Linked DNA regions of Sus scrofa: region 1 is linked to region 2. Evidence: chromatin contacts called from public Hi-C data. All regions are on one chromosome and are shown on one strand. The core of a region is the stretch at or near the end of the contact, and the rest is flanking DNA. Distances in the headings are between cores, read along the strand shown. Region 1 has its middle 12 kb from the start of ZMYM3. Region 2 holds the start of MED12 (mediator of RNA polymerase II transcription subunit 12).

Evidence for each region. A called contact is a pair of places that touch in the nucleus more often than the background predicts.
Region 1: a contact with region 2 is called in a Hi-C map of liver, with 4 times the contacts expected there. The contact joins the enhancer-like site here to the promoter of MED12 in region 2. A contact is called at or near these places in 1 of 5 promoter capture datasets (liver), 3 of 47 Hi-C or Micro-C datasets (heart right ventricle, liver and skeletal muscle) and 1 of 2 datasets of contacts at active chromatin or transcription factors (alveolar macrophages).

The regions. Positions count from the first base shown.
Region 1 is chrX:57,288,629-57,294,210 of Sscrofa11.1, reverse strand. No RefSeq gene overlaps it. Among named protein-coding and RNA genes, the nearest start is that of ZMYM3, 12 kb to the right of the region's middle. Within about 2 kb of position 4,185, at least 66 of the 83 cell types and tissues checked have an H3K27ac peak or open chromatin away from gene starts, as enhancers often do. A contact at or near this core is called in alveolar macrophages, liver and skeletal muscle, where this site is marked.
Region 2 is chrX:57,146,909-57,152,225 of Sscrofa11.1, reverse strand. It overlaps MED12 (mediator of RNA polymerase II transcription subunit 12), which reads right to left and starts at 1,342. Exons shown (of 45, transcript XM_001927848.6): 1 at 1,045-1,342; 2 at 398-502; 3 at 1-190. The coding sequence starts at 1,143. IL2RG (interleukin 2 receptor subunit gamma) reads left to right here and starts at 5,007. Exons shown (of 8, transcript NM_214083.2): 1 at 5,007-5,121. The coding sequence starts at 5,007.

The DNA of each region.
Region 1 (5,582 bases), core at 2,936-5,435, 140 kb before region 2:
GGAGGCTGTTCACCAGAGAGAAAGGCCCTCAGATAAGGTGTTTTCTCCACTGGTGTAGGAGGTGGAGGCTTTTTAAGAAGCTAAAATTTTTAGTAGATGTTTTTGGGAAAGACTCATCTCTTTCCAATCTATTCCTTTCATACCTCCTTTCTTCCTCTTCTAGCTCCTGCTGCTCCTCGGGATCTAACCATTTTTCTTCCTCATCTTTAGCCATTATAACAGCAGTGGGACCAGGAGATCAAGGTCTTGGTGACAAGTGAGTCCTTTCATCAGATTCTACAAAATGCTTAGTCATTTTTGTAGCCTCATGTTGAGGATACAATGCATCTCTAATCATATTCCATAATGCAAAAGTGTCCACAGGCATGTTTTCAGGACAGTGTAAGGAATAATAAGTTTTTAATTTCTCACCTACCTTTGTCCATGTCTGTAAGTTAACAGTGCCCTCCTCTGGAAACCACGGACATTGCTCCTGCACAAAGTGCAAGAATCTAGCAATTTGAGAGTTGGTAACCTTCACAACTCTTTTGTTTAACGTATGTAACAAAATATCAATAAATAAACTCTTTCTTTGGATTCTTTCAATTCCGTATGACCCCTGGTCTTTATACCTAGAGATTACTCACCCCTTCTCTCCATGCCTATCTCTACAGGGGGGCTCTAGAAACCCTAGGTGAGATCCTAACCGTCCGGATACTTACTTTTAAATGATTACCCCTTCAGGTCCCTGTTCGGACGCCACTTGCCAGAGTCCAGCTCCAGCAGCCAGGGATGCGCACCCTGTCGGAGATGGACGGTGTCGGCGAATGCACACGGAGACAGCCTCTCTGTCTTTTTCAGAGTGCTGGACTGCTCAAATTTTATTGGCATAGATGATTGTTTATACAGACAGTTTTCAATTACACCACAATGTTAAAAGTACACCTGAAGGTCAAGTTCTAAAGGTTAACTCCCAGATTATGCTTCCTAAAAGGCTACAGACATAAGGATCTGGCATTCACAAGTCTTGTTTTTAGATTAGTGCTTATCTTCAAAGCGTCATGGCAGGACAGTATGAGAACATCAACTTCAGTTAGCTATCACTTAAAAGTTTCTAAATTCAAGGACAATTCTCATAACTAGGTTTTTTTGACCATGAATAATATATGTCTAACTTTTACTTCTAAAGCTTACAGTATAACCAGTTAGTTTTTAATTAAACACTATGTTTTTAATTAAATTGGATTTGAATAGGGAAAAGTCCCTCAGGATTAAATTTTTATATTATTGTTGTAATTTTGTTAAATCACAAATCACCACAGGAAAGAATGGAAAATAAGAATAGTAAGCACATAACAGGAAAGACTGAGGAAAAACTGAATAACAAATAAAACAACAGGAAAGACTAGGTCACCCGGGAAACAATCCATGTTCTCCGGCGCAAACATGGAAATTGTTTTCCCGGGAAAGCCCCAATTCTTCCCCATCAACATCAACATGAGAGCCGTGTAATCTAAGGCCTGCCCTCGGATTGCACCGCACAGGCAGGCTTCGGCCTGCCCTCGGTTTTTCACCGTACAGGCAGGCTTTTATCCTGACCAGAAGCCCACCTTCGGCTTGCACCGTTCAGGTGAGCTCCCTTCCTTGGTTAGGAACCTGCCATCAGGTTTGGTTTTTTTTTTTTTTTTTTTTTCTTGCTGTCAGGCAAGGTCCCTTCCTTGAGTCCCTGCATCTCCTCGGCTCCCCGCAAATCATGTTTTCAATTGTTTTCAAAAAAATAAAGATTAAAAAGTAGTAAATCAAAACACTAGAATCAGATCATTTCCTATTTGAGTCTTATGCTTTAAATGCCTTCCTTCCCCTGACCCCCAAGTGGCCTATAGCAGAAACTTTGAATTATCTTCACAGCCATTTCTCTCACTAGGTCTTCTTACCTTCTTACCTCTGGCTAAAATCCAAGGAGCCTCTTTTTCTTCTCCAGCCTTTAATTTAGGAGTTAGTGGCCCCAGCCTCAATACCTTGCATCCCATTCAGGAATGCACAATGTATATGTTAATAGAAATCCTTAAAAACTCCATATATTTACATTCTAACCACACCTCACCACTGCTTTTCAAAAGACCATTTCACAGCTTCTTAGCAGAAACGATCTCCTTGAGCACTGGGATGTTATAAACCATTTCAGATTACTTCAAGGAAGGTTATTTTTGGTTTCATAAAGTGAAGTCTGGTAGTTAAGATGCTAGTATCAGATAGTTATCGATTACTATATGTCAGGCACTGTACTAAGCCTGTATTATCTCATTTAGTACTCACAACTATCATTCTTCTGAATAAGAAAACTGATGCACATCCAAGGTCACACAAACGAGATGGAGCTGTTGAATTCTTAAGCTCATACTCATCACTATGCTATGCTACAAACTGTGTAACTAAACTCATCTTGACTTTAGACTTTAAAATCCAAAAAAAACTTAGTAGCGTGTCACCTAACCTCTTAGCTTCAGCTTCCTCATCTGTAAGATGGGAGATAACATCTACTGCACAGGGCTAGTTATTTTAAAAATATTTAAAAATCATGTAAGCAGCAGTCACTTGTTCCTGCTAGCCAACACTACCTCTATTTCTGCATGTGGTTGGTGGGTGCTTCAGTTAGACAAACGGCATCAATTACATTCTTCCCCTGATCTTCTGGATTCTAGCAAAAAAATCACTTTTACAACCAAACTACCTACCTTTTTGTGTAATAAATGTCTCCATAATGCTAATATTTATAATCTTTCCAGTTTATTATTTCTCAAGCAGGTATTCAACGGTGACCACTAATATTGTATAAATCACCTGAAACAGTGCCCACAAAATACCAAGTACTCAATAAATATTGCCCCTATTATGTACTTCTGATGATGACCATTGATATAATTTGGAAATACATGCAGACATCCGAGTAATAAATTCACTGCACCCCTAACCATTGGGCCTCCGAGAAGAGAAGAAAGCATAAAACCACCAGTGAGGATTTCTATCTATTTGCCCTCATGGACTTCCTGAGAGAAAATATGTATTGTTGTTATTAGAAAGACGGGGCTATTAGGCACACCTAAAACAAGATTTGCACAAATCTTGTTCAGGTACAGGACCAAACACTACATCACACATATTTGAAATCTAAAAAAATGTTCCCTTAATTTTCAGGAAAAGGATCAACTTCTTAAGTGCAGACTGTGGGAGTAAATCTAGAAAAAAATCTACCAGACTGAGGTGGATGCCTGGATGTGGACCTGTTAAAAGCTGTAGGGAGGACTGGCATGGTAAGGTCCTTTCCTAAAGAGTCTCTTAGGACCTTCATTTAGTAACAAGAAAAGTTGGACAAAGACACACTATAAATCTAGCCGATACTCTCCCTCATTAGAGTTGCCAAATTTATCAAATAAAAAAAAATATGCTACAGTTAAGTTTGAGTTTCAGATTCTTAAAAAAATGAATGATTTTTAGTGTAAGTCCCATGCAACGTATTCTAAAAGAGAATCTGTGGCCTAAATGAAGTTCAAATCTAACGGGATGTCCTGTAATCTGGCAACGCTACACCTACCTCTACTTCGACTGAAGATAGCAAAGTACCTCCCAGTCCTAACCTCGACTTCTCTGTTAACACAAAGAAAGGTGTCAGCTTATGACAATCATTTTCCCAAACGGAAAATACCCACCAGGAAATCCGTAAAAATCATCTTTAAAAAGTGGTGTCATAAACGGGTCGAGTAGCTAGGCAACAAGACTAAAAAAAAAAAAAAAAAATTAAAAATAAAAAAAATTAAAAGGCCTCTGGGAACCTGCCGAGGAAAAGCGGCGGGGGCTGGACTAGCAGATGAACTTCCCAGCTAAGAGTTTTGACAAAGAAACATCGCTGGGGTGGGGGTGGGGGGGCGCCCACTTTCTCCTTCGGAATTAATGGCCTCGCGAGGCCGAGAGGAGGAGCGCCCGACAAAGCGCCTCCTCCTCCTCCTCCAGCCTCGACCTCAGGGCTTTCGGATAATAGACCCCACACCCTCAGGCCCAGAGCGGCTGAAGAGCCGGGAAACTTACTGACGGGGCTCAGATTCCAAAATGAGCCGCACAAAGAAACTGGGAGAGAAGAGAAACGAGAGCCAGGTTAAAGCAGAAGGCTAGGCCAGTGGAGAGCTATGGGCCCCCGCGGGTGGGCTGAGGAAGCCGTGTGGCGGCGGGGACAAGGCCTCAAGGGGCCTCGGAACGATCGGCCCACCTCCCTCCAACCCCAGCCTCGCCCTCGCCTCTTCCTTCACCGATTGTCGCAAGAAATCGTACTCTCCTCTCAAACAAGTACTAAGTCGTCCCCAAACTCACCCTCTACCGACTGTTTTCTCCTCAGAGTAACGGCGACGCTACACGGCCTCTACCGTCCCGAGAAAAGAGCGCGCGACCGCCGGAAACGAGACGACGGAGCTCGGTGCCTCCCTAGGGGTACAAAGTGGCGTTCCCGATTGGGTATCTTACCTGCCAATCAACGTTCATCTCCAGAGGCGGAATCGTTTCTCCACCATTTCTTCGATCTTATTGGCTACCGAATGCGAAAGACTTGAGTTCGTGTGAACGACAGATGGGGACAAAGAGCGAGGCTTTGTACCGAATCCGCATGCGCAAACTGCGTCCGCTAGAGACGGAAAAGGAAGGGGGGAGGGGGGAAAGGGGGAGGGGGGTGGAGGGGTCGGAAGGAGAGCCATCAACGGCCTAACGGAAAGACTGAAAGACCAAGTGATGGGAGGGGGGAAAGGAGAAGGGAAAAAAGGGAGAGGAAAGTGCAAAGAGGGAGAGAGAAGGGGAGAAAATGTGCGCGTAGGCGTGCTCAGAGCACTGCGCCTGTGCAAGCAGCTGGAGTAACAATGTCATTGTATTTAGTGTAGTAGATCTAGCCTTTTCCTACTGAAATAATACCCCGCCATATTTCTTTTTTCACACTTCCTCATTAGGGCTTGCACTCTGACACTTCTTACTTAATCTGATTTTCCAGATGCTTCTGCTGCCAGGTTTACTCCTGAAGCCCAACTGAAATAGTCATCACTATGGTTATGGTTTTAGGAAAGGGTCGGGGAGGGGAGGGAGCCTCGATACTTTAGTCTCTTCGTGATTACACAGAATTGTAACCAGCACCCTCATTTCCATGGTAACCAGGGAACCCAGCAGTCCAAATATCACCATTGTTCCCTATGATTTACAGAGAGATTCAACAGGTGTCGTCATTGCCATGGATACACTGTAGACCTCCAGATCAGACTGACTCTCTATTTCATAGTATGCCAATTAGGGAATCACCTTCATTTTTCAGTAATGCCTAACTAGCCCTGTGGTTAATAAAGGGCTACAAGGCTCAACTGATAGTTGTTTACAGTTAATTACCACTAATTAACTCACACTAAAGGTTTGGGGTGTCCTGACTGGTGCCACCTTAGGTAGGGACACAGTGAACTAGACCTACACTGTCTAGAACCTTCTGCAATGATAGAAATGTTCTATATCTGTTCTGTTCAACATAGTAGCTACTGGCCATATGCGGCCATTGAGAACTTGAAATAGGATTAGTGCGACTG
Region 2 (5,317 bases), core at 93-2,592:
TTTTGGCTAGTTGTGTGAGTGGCTTGGTGCCAGCCAGGTCAGTGAACCAGGTGTTAATGGCACTCTGGGATCGTGCAGTCACCAGCCAGAAGTTGTCCTTCTGGTTCACTTGGGGCTTCCTGCGACCAGTGTCAGGGAGGGTGTTACAACGTAACTTCTCTGCAATAATGCTGCTGAAGTTGGAACTGATCTGAGGGAAGAAAACTACACCTCAGGGTGGGAAGAAGGGGTAGAGAGGTGGTTGTGCCTTTGATAGGCAAATGCCAATGTGGTAGCATGAGGTTATGAAGGAAAACTCAGCCATTTAGGTGGTCCCTTTAAGTCTTCCCAACCCAGGGCCTTTGCGCCTTCTCAAATTCTTCCAGCCTTTTCCTTCAGCTTGGCAGGGTTGTCTCACCTTGGCAGGATTGAAGTTGACGTTCTTGGCACTGCCATGTTCATCCCCAGAGACAGCGGGCTGGTTATTGAAACCTTGTTTTACATTCAAGGCTGTCAGTTCATCCTAAAGCGGGAAAACGACATGTTAGCCCCCGCCACGGGGGGGGGGGGGAAGGTTGGTGGTGGGAGAGGGCAGAAGAGAAGGGAACATGGGGAGGGGGGAAGGGAGGAGGAGGATTCGGAGTAGAACAGATTGTTATTTAAAGCTAGGCCCTAACATTCATTTGGACCCCACCCTCACCCCCACAGTCACTAAGATTCCCAATCCCCCAGAGCTCACTCAACAGCACTCTTCCCCTGCGAGCTTGGAAGCAGAGCAGCCGTTGCTCACCCAGCTGCCTCAGACAACTTTCTGAGGTGTGTGTGTGTAGAGGGGGGCGCCTCCAGCGTGGCCCCGATATCACTCCCAGCTGGCACCCAGGAACCACCCCCCACCCCCACCAGATCCTACTCTCCTACGCCAGCCCACTTTACTCTTCCCCCTTTCGGGACTTTCGCTCCCGGCGAACCGCCCCGCCCCCCCCCCCCCCCGCCAAGCTTTCAGTGCTTCCTCTTCTGCCGATCGCTGGCCCCCGGCCCCTGGGGAGCCCGGATTTTTGAACGTACCTCCTTCTGTTTGGGATCTTGAGGGTACACATCCGGAGGCCCCAGCCGCGGCCGCTTCAGGGGCCGGTGTTCGTAGCTCAAGATCCCGAAGGCCGCCATCTTGCCCAGCCCGTAGCGCCAGAGGCGCCAGCCGGGCCCGGCCGCTGGGGGAGGGGGAGAGGGAGCCGAAAAGGGGGGCAGCGGAGGCGAGGACGGCAGCCGAGAGACAACAAGGGGGCACGTTAGAAACTCTCGATCATTGCCGGAAACTACCGAGGTAAACCGAGGGACGCCGGGAACCGTCGGACAATACCGACCGCGGGGTAGGGGGGGGAACGGGGGCGGGGCCCACCCGGCGTGGGGCGGAGCTCGGCGCCGGGGGAGCTTTTTCTGCCCCGGCGGCCGCAGATCGACTTCACTCAGTCAAGATCTTTGCGACATTCGCTAACCCTGTGCTGGACTGGGGATGCGAACCCGCGAGGCGGGAGGCGGCCACCGCACCGAGCTCCGGTTAGAATTGCGTTCCCAGCACCTCCCTCCGTTCCCGGCCTAGAATAAATAAGTGCTTGATCGTCTGTGCGTTTGTTGGGAACTCTGCCTTTTCCAAACTGCTTCTTCATTTCTCAGGTTCCGCATCTGAAAAATGGGTGTACTAACAAACACTTCCTTCAAGGGACTGTTGTGAAGATTAGAAACGATGTATGCATAAGGAAACACATATTAACCCCCCCCCCCCCCACACACACACAAAGGTCGGCTCTAATCCCTCAAGGTCCCTATGGTCTAGCACTGAGGTTCTTAACCTCTTCTGATTCAAAGTCCCTTTAAAATGCGGTGGAAGCTACGGCCCTTCTTCCCAGAAAAAAAAAAAAAAAAAAAAAGCACGTAGAGATATACAAAACGTTAGACACTTTCCACGGAGATTCTTACACACACACCCCTCCACGAAGTTCATCCATATATACTCCGAAGATTCAGGAACTCCAGGTTAAGAACGCTTGCTCTATAGAAAGAGGCACCTATTAAGTATCAGATGCTTTTCAGACATTATCTCTTTTAATCCACAAAAGCCCCATGTGTTAGGGATTATTATTGTCTCCATTTTGTAGATGAGGAAGCTGATTCTCAAGGAGTGGGAGTTGGTTTATATAGCTACTGAATAACAGAGCTGAGACTAGGGTTTTTTTCCTTGACTCTTCTTTAAGTGGTATATCATATCATTGGCTATTCTATTTTTTTACCTGCTTTTTAATTTAATTTTATTTGCTTTTTGTAGGGCCGCACCTTCAGCATATGGAGGTTCCCAGACTAAGGGTCAAATCCGAGCTGCAGCTGCCTGCCACAGCCACAGCCACTGCAACAGGATCCTTAACCCACTAAGTGAGGCCCGGGATGGAACCCGAATCCTCATGGATACTAGTATGTCAGGTTTATAACCCACTAAGAACTCCCCCTGCTTTTTTAAATTGAAGTATATTTGGTGTACAATATTGCATAAGTTACGGGTGCACAGTATAGTGGTTCGTATTTTCTAAAGGTTATACTCCATTCATAATTATAAAATATTGGCTACATTCCTCATGTTATACAATATATCTTTTTAGCTCATTTTATACGTGATAGTTTGTATCTTATAGTCTCCTACACCTAAACTGTCCTTCCCCCTTCTCGCTTCTCCCAGTGTAACCCCTAGTTGGTTCTTTGTATCTGTGAATCTGCTTTTTTGTTACATTCACTAGTTTGTTGCATTTTTCAGGTTCCACATATGAGTGATATCATACTTTTTTTTTTTTTTTTTGTCTTTTCTAGGCCGCTTCCCGCGGCATATGGAGGTTCCCAGGCTAGGCGTTGAATCGGAGCTGTAGCCGCCGACCTACGCCAGAGCCACAGCAACGCGGGATCCGAGCCGCGTCCGCGACCTGCTCTACAGCTCACGGCAACGCTGGATCGTTAACCCACTGAGCAAGGGCAGGGATCGAACCCGCAACCTCATGGTTCCTAGTCGGATTCGTTAACCACTGTGCCACGATGGGAAATCCAGTGATATCATACTTTTCCTGACTTTTTTTTTTTTTTTTTTTTTTTTTTTTTTTTTTTTTAAGGGCCGCATCCCTGGAAGTTCCCAGGCTGGCGATCGAATGGAAGTTGCAGCTGTGCTACACCACAGCCACAGCCACACCAGATCTGAGCCACGTCTGCAACCTACGCCACAGCTCACAGCAATGCTGGATCCTTAACCCAGAGAGCGAGGCCAGGGATTGAACTGGCATCCTCATAGATACTAGCAGGGTTCATTAATTCCTGAGCCACAACGGGAACTCCTTGACTTGATATTCTTTTTATGATGGTATTGCCTTTTAGAGAAAAGAGGGTTATAATACAGGTTAACAAATAACAATAGATAAAAATTATAAAGCTAGCCAATAACCAATGAAAGTAACAGTAAGAAAATGTTATTGAATCACAATGGGAAGATAAATTAATTTTGACTGGGGAGAGAAAAACATATTGGAGGAGGTAACCCTGAGGAATTTTAACCCACAGAAAATTAGGGTGGATAGAATATAAGCACAGTGCCTGACATACATACATACACACACACACACACACACACACACACACATATATATGTATATATATATATATTTTTTTGTCTTTTTGCTTTTTCTAGGGCTGCTCCTGCGGCATATGGAGGTTCCCAGGCTAGGGGTCTAATCAGAGCTGTAGCCACCAGCCTACGCCAGAGCCACAGCAACGCGGGATCTGAGCCATGTCTGCGAACTAAACCACAGCTCACGGCAGACGCCGGATCCTTAACCCACTGAGCAAGGGCAGGGATCGAACCCACAACCTCATGGTTCCTAGTCGGATTCGTTAACCACTGCGCCACAACAGGAACTCCTTTTTTTGTTTTTGTTTTTGTTTTTTTGTCTTTTCCTGGCACATATTAAAGTCTCAATAAATGTTTACTAAATAAATTCTTTCTGTAAATAGTATCTCCAGTCAGCTCTCTGTTTGGGGGGTAAGATAAGTCTGGAAACAGAATGAAAAATGGATTAGAGAGCAGGGGGCCTTTAGAAAGAGAGGCAAGTTAGTGGGTTCCGGTAATAATCATGACTAGAGGGAATGAAAGATTGATTTATCACAGTGGCTGTGGCCATGGAAAGGAAGACATTGCTGGGAGAAACAACACAAGTAAAGCTGATTGGATTCTCAGGGTGAAAGAGACGGGGGAATTGAAGATGACTTTGAGGTTTCAAGTCTGGATGACTGAGAGGGTGATGATACCATTAACTGAGATATGGAACACAGGAAGAGAAGCAGATGTGGGGGAAGATGAAGAGTTTAAAGCTAGTATTGTTCCTTTATTTGCAGAATCTACCTCTAAGTCAGACCTCCACACCAGTCTCAACAGGGACGCTGCTCCCACAACAGCTAAAGGTGGATATTCTGGTCTGGATTAGGTCAGAGGAAAGAGCTATAGATGTGCCCACAGGAGCCAAGACTGTATGTTTCATCTGGCCAAGACAGTAGAGCTTTGATAGTGGTGTCAGTGTGATTGAGCCAAGGAAGGGGCATAGCATAGGATAGGGGGAGGTTCAGACCCTCCACTACATGGGATTAAATAATTTAGAAGAGAGGTGGTTGGGAATGGTGGTGGTGGTGAACACATCCTTCCTGGGATCTAGGTGGTCTGAGGATTTTTGAGCCTGTGACGATATTGGATACCCAGCTTTCGTCTCTGCTTAATACCGGTTACAGTGGTGGGGTTACATCTACAAATTAGATTAACACCTAATCTCCCAGAGGATTTAGCCTGTGTCATAGCATACATTGGCCACACCCTCTTGTAAAGCCCTGGTTTCTAAGGTTCTTTCCACCGGAAGTCATGACAAAAGGAAATGTGTGGGTGGGGAGGGGTAGTGGGTAAGGGGCCCAGGTTCCTGACACAGTCTACACCCAGGAAACAAGGAGTAAGCGCCATGTTGAAGCCACCATTGCCAGTCAAATCCCTCTTATTCCTGCAGCTGCCTCTGCTGGGGGTGGGACTGAACCCGAAGGTCCTCACGCACAGTGGGAATGAAGACATCACAGCTGGTGGGAAACTGGGACGTTGGGGGTAGGGTTGGTGAGCCGGGGGAGGCTGGCTGTGGGAAGGGGTCGTATAGAATTCTGGAACCTGCCACTGGACTATTAGAAGGATGTGGGCAAAATTTTAGAGTACTGGGGGGAGGGCAAGGGGAAGGGTTCCCTGCCTAGTGCTGCTTCTTCTTCTGACCATCATGTCTTCCCT